Regions from separate parts of the Sus scrofa genome. Here region 2 is linked to region 1. A link is a contact called in public HiChIP or PLAC-seq data. All regions are on one chromosome and are shown on one strand. The core of a region is the stretch at or near the end of the contact, and the rest is flanking DNA. Distances in the headings are between cores, read along the strand shown.

Evidence for each region. HiChIP or PLAC-seq counts read pairs in DNA pulled down with a chosen protein or histone mark.
Region 2: an H3K27ac HiChIP or PLAC-seq map of skeletal muscle shows a contact between it and region 1, with 9 times the contacts expected there. The contact joins two enhancer-like sites. A contact is called at or near these places in 3 of 47 Hi-C or Micro-C datasets (embryonic fibroblasts, retroperitoneal adipose tissue and skeletal muscle) and 2 of 2 datasets of contacts at active chromatin or transcription factors (alveolar macrophages and skeletal muscle).

What each region holds. Positions count from the first base shown.
Region 1 is chr3:114,039,177-114,044,202 of Sscrofa11.1, reverse strand. The region is part of intron 10 of NCOA1 (nuclear receptor coactivator 1); the gene reads left to right. Among named protein-coding and RNA genes, the nearest start is that of NCOA1, 57 kb to the left of the region's middle. Within about 2 kb of position 2,407, at least 5 of the 83 cell types and tissues checked have an H3K27ac peak or open chromatin away from gene starts, as enhancers often do. A contact at or near this core is called in skeletal muscle, where this site is marked.
Region 2 is chr3:114,320,963-114,325,988 of Sscrofa11.1, reverse strand. No RefSeq gene overlaps it. Among named protein-coding and RNA genes, the nearest start is that of ITSN2, 40 kb to the left of the region's middle. Within about 2 kb of position 1,983, at least 12 of the 83 cell types and tissues checked have an H3K27ac peak or open chromatin away from gene starts, as enhancers often do. A contact at or near this core is called in skeletal muscle, where this site is marked.

The sequences.
Region 1 (5,026 bases), core at 1,158-3,657:
TTATTTGCATGGTATAGTCACTTTCTCTACTGAAAGTCCTAGATAATATGCTTCAGCAAACAGGGGGAAAACCAAAAAAGAGAAACTTACAAGGTCCATGGGAAACAAGCATCAGAAAGTAAGTCCAGGAATGATGCATGATCAATAAGACTAGGAAACAACCAATGTAGACTGGAATGGGGGGCCCGAGTTCTCTTGAAAGGCTGCCTCCAGGGGAGAAAGGAAATGTATCTCTTTGAGTTTATGGGAGATATTCATGATAGGTTTATGTCATAAATGTTAAAACATTTGAAAAATTCTAGAAAAGCAGGAAAATGAAAAGGAAAAAAAAAAAAGGTTAATTGTTAACTCCAGAAAAAAGGAAGCATGAGAAATTCCTGTTGTGGCTCAGAGGTAACAAACCCAACTAGTATCCATGAGGACATGAGTTGGATCCTTGGTCCCATTTGGTGAGTTAAGGATCCAGCATTGCCGTGAGCTATGGTGTAGGTTGAGTGGGTTAAGGATCCGGCATTGCCATAGGCTGTGAGGTAGGTTGCAGACAAGGTTCAGATCTGGCGTTGCTGTGGCTGTGGCAAAGGCCAGCAACTACAGCTCCAATTTGATCCCTAGCCTGGGAACTTCCATATGCTACAGATGCAGCCCTAAAAAGACCAAAAAACAAACAAACAAACAAAAAAATCATGAGCATAGTACACAATATGATCTAGCAATGAGAAATATTTGTATAGTTAATACTCAATATATGGAGTAATACTTCATAATCTAAATGTTAACTTTTTATTTTATAAAAATGCTATGATCTCTGTTAGGGACATAGGAGGTAGTAAGAGAGGTAGATATGAGAGAGCTAAAACCTTGTCTATCACGATGGTGAGTCAGAACTCTAAAAATGGAGATATCTTAGAAATAATTAGGCAAATGCCGAAGAAAAGAGCTACACAAGTTGTGACTGGCCATCTCTATTGAAAGGGGAGGAAGCAAAGGATCGGAAGGGGCAAGACAGGAAACCGTTTTTATTCATAACAGACCTTTTTGTTCTAACTTTTAAATTTATGTGTATGTGTTAATTTGATGAAAATTAAAGCTAATAAAAATAGAAAGTGTCTTCTAGTAGCTCTACAAGTTGGCGAAAGTGGAGTGTTTTTCATTCGTGACCTGTCTTGAGACATATAGCTCTTTTTTTCTCTCTTGAGATCTCACCTGAATACTGTTCAGTGTATGAAAGTATGTAAATAGGCCAGGATCTGTTCAACTTTGTCCCATAGTGATGGCAAAGGCCAGAAGCCTGGAAGGGAAGATACTGAGGTAAATGGCGGAGGGGGGGGAGCTCCAAACAGCCAGTTTACAATGTTTCTATACAGACAAGAAACAGAACAGGTTTTAAGAGGCGAAGCGTAAGGCTAAGGAAACAAGTTGGACAGGAGAAAGGAAAAGAGAACAAAGGGTTGGAGAAGGAAAAAGAAAGAAAGAAGAGGGAAAAAATATGATCTTGTAAAGAGAGAGAACAGCCTCTGATTCTCTGCCCCCTCTAGCCTCTAGCTGTCCTCCACTGCCTCTCACTAGAGCCAGAGTCCATTATGGAAAGGCTGATTCCACGTCTTAATCTGGTGCCCATCCAGGAAAATCAATCATCTTTCCTGACTGGAGTCTTCAGTCTTAAGCTGAACCATGTCAAGTGCAAAGGTCTCGCATAGGAGAGTTAATTATTGTGTTTCACCTATTAGAACTTCTGGAACTGTCTGCCGTGTCACCTTCTCTCATTCTTTTCTTTTCCTTGCCCTTCTGCATTGCATTCTGAGAGAGTCTCTGGGCCAGATTTTCCAGATCAAAGCTGAGTCTTCATCCATTTCCAGTCTGCTCTTCTGTCAGTCTATTGTGTTCTTTTAATTGTTGCAATTGTGTTTTTAAAAAAATTTTTTCTTAGACGTCTATTACTTTTTATATATATGATAGACTTTTAAATGTGTGGTGATAAATTTAGCATACTTACTTTGGAGCTCATCCATTTTCTGTCATAATCTTTTTTTCTTCAAAGTTTCTTTTTTTGTTAAATTTGCTATTGTTCTTTCCTGCTGTTGACTTTTTTTGAATGTTTGGTGAATTTGAGCCGTCTGTCCATGTGTACTGAAAAAAGACCTAGAATGAAACATCTTGGTAGCTAGAGTGTCTCTTGAGCTAAAGTGAGAAGCCCTTTTTGCCCTGGCAGTGAATGTAGGTTCTGATTATAGAAGCCTTGTTTCTCAGTTGTTGTTGTGAAGGAGTGGGGGTTGGTGATGGGGAAATCCCTCGTGGCAGCCCTTGCACCCACGTTGGGAGATTCCCTGGGCAGAACTCCCACTCTGAGTCATGCACTCACCACTTTAATCCCATGGGTAGATGCCAGAGTCAGCTGCACTCAAAGCAGGGCCTGGTGGCAGCTGTTCAGTTGTCCTTTAATTATCTGGGCAATCACCCATGGCCTGTTCCTTTACCTGCTCAACTGACCACTGAGTTTGGAGTTGTTCTGGTGTTGAAAAAAACTCGCATTTTTGGAAAACCTTCTCTTTGTCCTGATGTAAGTTTTCTAGTTTAGTTGAATTTCACTCTCAATTTTAGCTTTTCATTTGTCTTAGAAATTCTTCATTGTTCTAGTTGACTGCCCTACTTCTTTTGGCCTCTCCTTCAGATGTAAAATTATTTTTCCCCTTTTTACTTCTTTTATTTCAGTGATAATTTTAGAGAGAGAATAAAATGTAGGTAACATAAATCTGTCAAATTGAACCACAAATTTTCCTTAGATCTGTTTACATATGAGAGAACTAAGGTCCAGAGTATGAAAAGTAAGCACACACCTAGACCAAAAACTTGCCCAGAAGTTACCCAGTTAGTATAAGCAGAACCAGGATTTAAAATTCAGTCAGCCTGGTTTTAAAACATGGTGTCCATATGCACACACAGTCATGCAGAGTGACCAAGTGATTTAAATAATTTGGTTGGAAATGTACTATGGGAGCACATCAAGAGACAACTTAGAGGGATGTTGATCAAAATATGCGTAACGTGCTTTCTTGGCAGTACCTTCAACACCTCTGCTATGTCCCTGTGACACTGTCTCCAGATTCCTATCCTTTGAGGTGGATTTGACTTCTGAAATTGTGTGAAGTCGATGGAGCCAAATTTGTTGATCCAAAAAGAATAATACTTTAAAAAAAAATCAGAACCAAAATTAGACGTGATTATAAGACGTATTTTATTGAAGGACTTGTACACTGGTTAAGATAGTTCTAAAAGAATTCCAAAAATATTTGAACGTTGATAACATTACTGGAGTAAGTGAATGACCACTTAAGATGGTTTTTATGTTCTGTGAACATACACTTTCTGAGATGATTAACTTTTAAATCTTATTAGACTAGAGTACATTAGGAGTACCGCCTACCTCTAAAAATAGAGTTTCACATAAAAACTTTTCAGTATCTAAAAAGTGCAGTTTTATTTCCCTGTTTTCATGGCTGTGTTTAGTGTGTTGAGGCTATTGGTAGGTATCTTTCGCTACCGCAAAACTGCAATGAATAATCTTACGTAGAGATAATTGACCGTATTTGAGAGTATATCTGAAGTAGAAATTCTGAACAGAATTGCCAGGTCAAAGGGTAGGTAAACTTTGCCAAATGGCTCTCTTATGCCAGTGTAAGCACTAACTGACAATGTTCCTCTTTCCACACCTCCTTTCCAATAAGTTGAATTATGCACTTTCTCATCTTTGCCAACCTGACGGGTTTTTTTAAGTATCTCAATGTAGTTTTAAACTATTTTTCTTTTATCATGAATTAGGTTGATTATTTTTCCGTGATTTTATGTGACCTTTTCATATGCTCTGACCATTTATCTGTTGGGTTTTTCTGTTTTTATCTTACTGATTTTATATATACTTTTGGAATATGAAATGAAACACTTTGACTGCTGTGCATAGTAAACAGCCAGATGTAACAAAACTGAGCCGGAAACCTCTTTACCAACGGCTGAGGAAAAAATGAACTGTGAACATCAGAATCACTAGATACTGCATCAACTCTTAATGAAGTGAAGTGTGCAAAAGCCACTCTCTTGATTAGACAATGCTTTCTACTTTGTGTGAAGAAAGAAATTTAATTTTTAGTAATATAAGGGTTTTTTGGTTTTGTTTTTGGCTGGGATCATTGTGGCTAATGGGAGTAGGATGTTGAGCCTTTTGTACAGATGATTAAAAAAAAAACACACACAAAAGAAAAACAGAATACTTGATCAAGAATCCCTAAAAGCTTGTTTTAACTGCCCTGATATCAGCTGTTTCTCTCCAACACAGGGAGTGGTAAATGCAGTGATGTTTCCCTTTAAAAATTCCCCTGCCTATCTTGTGTAACATATATACATACTCACTCAACGTTTGCAGTAGAGACACAGACAACTCCAAAAATAGTTGGTTTGTTCCCTGGACAAAGAGAGATAACTTGGGTATTTCGTAAAACACTGCAGCAAATCCTCGAATTTTTTGTAGAAATCAGTTTCTAAAGGAAGTCCTGAAATGTTGAAATAACTTTTAGAGTAAAAACCAACTTCTTTTAAGCATACAGCCTACACAAACAAAGCTTTTTGTTGAGTCAATGATTGATTTCTTTGGGGTTTTTCCTCGTGGTCACCAAATTTAGCACATGAATCTTATTTTATTTTGAAAATATTTTATCCAATTTTTTTTTTCCCACTGTACAGCAAGGGGGTCAGGTTATCCTTACATGTATACATTGCAATTACAGTTTTTCCCCCACCCTTTCTTCTGTTGCAACATGAGTATCTAGACATAGTTCTCAATGCTATTCAGCAGGATCTCCTTGTAAATCTATTCTAGGTTGTGTCTGATAAGCCCAAGCTCCCGATCCCTCCCACTCCCTCCCCCTCCCATCAGGCAACCACAAGTCTCTTTTCCAAGTCCATGATTTTCTTTTCTGAGGAGATGTTCATTTGTGCTGGATATTAGATTCCAGTTATAAGTGATATCATATGGTAT
Region 2 (5,026 bases), core at 734-3,233, 280 kb before region 1:
GCAGGAAAAACAAATCATCTAATAAACAAATTGTCTAATTTTAAAAAGATTACGAAAATGTGTTGGATTTGGCTTGAATTTCAAAAGTCATTAGCAAACTAAGAACACTTTGGGTTTGGGGTTATCTGATGTTTAGGGTTGGGAGCAGGCAGTCAGAAAAAAAAAGGTATGTATTAAATATTTAAGGAGAGGAGGTGGTATTAAAAAGTTTTGCAGAGATAAATAAAAAAAAAAAACTTCAGTTTTAAGATTTGAGATCTTAGAATATATGATCCTTGAATCAGAGCTGAGAGGAACCTTTAAGATCATCTAGTCCAATTCCATCTGTTACTTAAATTTTCTTTGTGAAGTCCTGTCATTCTGTTTGGACTGAGGTCAATCATGTCTAGTATGGCTTTAGGGAGGATTCTTCCTTACCCACTTTCCTTCCCAAAGTTTACTTGTCATGTTTGAAACAAGAGGACAGGCGTCAGCTGCAAAGGCAATGTTATCTTACTAATAAGTGTATTTAGTGGATTTCAAAAGGAAATGATAAAAAGAGTATGGCTTGAATTTTGTTTTTTTGGAGGAGAATCCTAGATCAAACTTAAATAAATGGGACAGTTTAAGAAATAGTGGTTCTTTCAAGAAGGAAGTTGGGAAGGTTAGTCCTTTGTTTTTAGGCTTTGTGAAGCCAATTTAGCTATGTGGTACTAGCATGGCAGTTACAAGCCAGAAATTTGAGGAGGAGCTATATCATTTAGGAATGGCTTTGGCTAAAAGTACTCAAATGACGTGAGCCATAATATGCCACTTCACAAAACGTGTGAAAGCAGGTGATGACTGGGTGCTGGGCACAGGCACAAAGGCTGTGCGCATGTCCTGACCATTCTCGCCACCAGATGGCGAAACTGCTCTAAACATTATATCCTCAGCAGGGAGGAAGGTGGTGAGCAAAAGGGCTTTCTTTCTTTCTCTTGTCTCCCTAAGCAGGGAGAAATATTGAGGCTCCTGGCATACATCTTGGGCTCTAACTTGACCACATGCCCATCGCTACACTGACAAAAGGGAAATGAGAATGACGTGATTTGCTCGGGCCCTGAAGCTGGCCACATCATTGCCCAGTTGCAATAGAGCTTTTATTTTATGTAATTATTTTTTTAAGCAAGAAAGAAGTAGGCAATAGCTGTTGGGTAGGCTACTAATAGCCCTTGCCAGAGGAGCTCAAGAGAAATTATACACGCTAAATCCACCCGGCCCTGTGCCAAAGGCAGGACAATGCCTCTTCAGAAACTAGTAAAATGTTTTTCTTCCCCCGATAATTATTAATTTTCTGCAGTGACTTAGAAAAATTCTTGGACTACATTTGTTGCCATTAAATACTTGCATACAGAAACTGACTGTAAAACTTTTAAAAAGTCATTCTGCTTATAACCCAAACTTCTGGCTCTAGCTCTTATCTCACCACTGCATGAGTTGTATGAATCACCTCCAATTTCCATATTTTACAGGAGCCTCACACGGAGAAGAATAAATCACTTTCAAATTAGACATTCCATCTAGAACTGACAGTAGCTGATTCCCAGCACTGTCTTTTACTTCTGATATGCTTTTGGATGAGAGTAATCTTATATTTTCAGTAATTCTCAGGATAAAATTTTCTTCTCAGAGCTCATTTTATGACTTTTTTTTTCAGTTTTGAATAATAAAGCAATTATTCCTGCTTTTTGAAGTTGCATATTAAGCCTAGGAACATGAATTATTCTTTCTTTTTGAAACTGCATAAGTCCAGAAATGTTGACTTTTTAAACTATTAATGTCAAGTGATGGCTGTAAACATCTATTTTTCACCCTCTTTCTTTCAGTGTGCCTCTTTCTTGAGATCCTCATTCCTACTAGATTTCCACTGCACACCAATTATCTCAGGCTACAGCTGTTTGCTGACAGCTGTTCTCTTCTCTGCCCACCACACAGCCACCTTCTGCTGGTAATTCTACTCTTATTCCCATCTGTGGAAATCCCTGCCTCCCCAGTGTGGCTGCTTTGCCTGGGGCTTCAGCTCTGTCTCAGGCACAGAACTTGTGACCTAAATCAATCCAAATGTTGCATTCCTTTGGCCAGACTGATTCAGAATCAATGAGAAGTAATGATACCTTGCTGGGACTTCTTGAAGAGAGATTCATTCCCTGTCCCGCTAGAATTTTACCTTTAATGTAAGAGCCAAAGTGGCTGTAGCCATCTTGACCCCTTGAATGGGAACCAGTCTGAGAACAGAGCTGTAACAGAGAGAGGCACCCTGGTGATGCTTTTAAGCCTTCAATCCAAGACAGCAGCAGAGCAGCAAGCCCTATTCCTGGACTGTTCAGTTACATAATCAAGTAAGTTCCTGTTTTCTTTACGCCAGTGTTTGGATCAGGTCTTTTCTTCCTTCTATTAAAAGAGATCTAATTTATACAAAGGTTCAGAATCTCTTATGGCCAAGATATATTCTCAGATACTAAACATGTCATAAAAATTAACATGGAAAATACTTGAAAGGGAGTAAATACACTTGTAACTTATTATGCCCAATATTTTTACTCTTTTTTCCAAATAACAATAGCCCATCATCATACAATACAATATAGAAAAGAGTTTAAATTAGTTTCTCCTTTTTGCATACTTAATATGGTGCAATCATTATGATGGTGATGTGCTCTGGAGACAGTTTCCTCAAAGCTGAGCACATTTGTTTACTTTTTGAATATAAGTTTCTTTCTTTCCTTCTTTCTTTTTTTCTTTCCTTCCTTCCTTCCTTCCTTCTCTCTCTCTCTCTTTCTCTTTCTTTCTTTTGTCTTTTCTAGGGCCGCACCTGCAGCATATGGAGGTTCCCAGGCTGGGGGGTCTAATCGGAGCTATTGCTGCCAGGCTACGCCAGAGCCACAGCAACGCAGGATCTGAGCCGTGTCTGCAATCTACACCACAGCTCATGGCAACCCCGGATCCTTAACCTACTGAGCGAGGCCAGGGATCAAACTTGCAGTGTCATGGTTCCTAGTTGTATTTGTTAACCACTGAGCCACGATGGGAACTCCGAATATAAATTATTTCTTATTATCATACAATAAAATAGCCTTGAAGATATTTAGAAATATTGATAAATTACTGGTACACATAAGCCTGTAATTATAAAAGTGGTGATGTTACATTGTGGTGCTTGCATTTCTCTGGCTGTTTCTTTTGCTCAAACAGCACCATCCTGGGAGATAGCACAGCAGGCTGACCTGGCCATGTGACCACAGTCGCTGTGCTTGGCTGAGAGCTGTTTGTGTCCGGAGATGGAGATCACCGTGCAGAAACTGTTCTCTTCAGAAAAGTTTTGTTGCTAAATCAGTGCTCTAGCCTTCTGCAGGGTGGCCTTTTTCGTTCTCCACCCCAGAGGTCCACATCCTTGTCAAAGGGTAAGAAACTTTCTGTAATTGGCCACCATGGTTGTAGGGCAGTGTCAAGCCAGTTTGTCTACCTAGAGCAATCCCTAAAAACAGACCCAGTTCATTTTCAGGCACGAGTGAAACGTAAGGCAGATTTTTTACGGTGGCCAAGGACGCAATGGTTGCGCCTAAAGGTTACCTTCATCGCAGGCACCTCTGTTGTGTTATCATGCAGCGCTACTGCAGTACTGCTCCAGGGAAACCTAGGGTTTATGTTAAGATGTAGTTCTCTCACATGGCTCAAAATTAGTGAACACAAACAGTTGTGAAGACTTTCCACCCTTGCTCCCCACATGTCCAGTTCTCCTCCCCAGAGGCAACCCATTTTGATGTGTCGTCTCAGGGTGATTTTATATGTATTTAAGCAAATGCATGTATATATCGTCTTCCCCCTTTTACCGCAAGAATGCTCTATGTACTATTCCGCGTCTTTTTTTTTTTTTTTTCTCTCACTTAAGTTATCTTTGATCTGCTTCCTTTTTGGTACTTAAGGAGCTTCCTCAATCTTTTCTCTAGCCTCTAAGTATTCCATGATTTCATAATGCCATGATTTCACTAGTGTCCTGTTGGTGGACATTTAGGTTGTTTCCAATCTTCGGCTCTTAGAAACAATGCTGCAGTATACAACTTTGAGTAAACTTCAGTCTGCCTGTGGGTGAGTATATTTCTGGAATAAATTTCTAGAAGTGAAGTTTTGGAGTTGAGGGCATCTTTGTATGTATTTTCCCCTACTTTTAAAAGTTTTATTATACTTGAAAAAGTAATACATACACATGTTTAAAAGGCACAAACCCAGGCAGTATGAGAGTGCATATAGTGAAAAGTATTTCCGCTCAGCGTCTTGGCTTCTAGGCCTCTCCCCAGAGGTAGCCACTGTTTGTGAGGACACTTCTAGAGATGATACGCACATGCAAATGTGCATATGTGAATAAATACATGTCATTTGTCTTTGCTCGAAAGGAATATATGCCACACACCATTCTGCACCCTGCTTTTTCCACTTAATACAGTTTTAGAATTTATTGCCTAACGTTGAGATAGAACAATCTGATTCTCTTTAAAGCAGTATAGAATTTCTTGTGAGGAAACTGACATTAGCTTTTTTTTTTTTTGTCTTTGTCTTTTGTCTTTATAGGGCCGCACCCATGGCATATGGAGGTTCTCAGGCTAGGGGTCTAATTGGAGCTGTTGCTGCTGGCCTACGCCAGGGCCACAGCAACACCAGATCCAAGCTGCATCCGTGATCTACAGCACAGCTCACGGCAATGCCGGATCTTAACCCACTGAACAAGGCCAGGGATGGAACCCACAACCTCATGGTTCCTGGTCGGATTTGTTTCCCTGTACCAGGACGGGAACCCAGACATTAGCTTTTTTCATTAAAAAATTAAGGTATAGTTTGGAGTTCCCTTTGTGGTGCAGCGGAAACGAATCCGACTAGGAGCCACGAAGTTGCAGGTTCAATCCTTGGCCTTGCTCAGTGGTTAAGGATCTGGTGTTGTCATGAGCTGTGGTGTAGGTGGCAGATGCGGGTTGGAGTCTGCGTTGCTATGGCTGTGGCATAGGCCGGCAGCTGT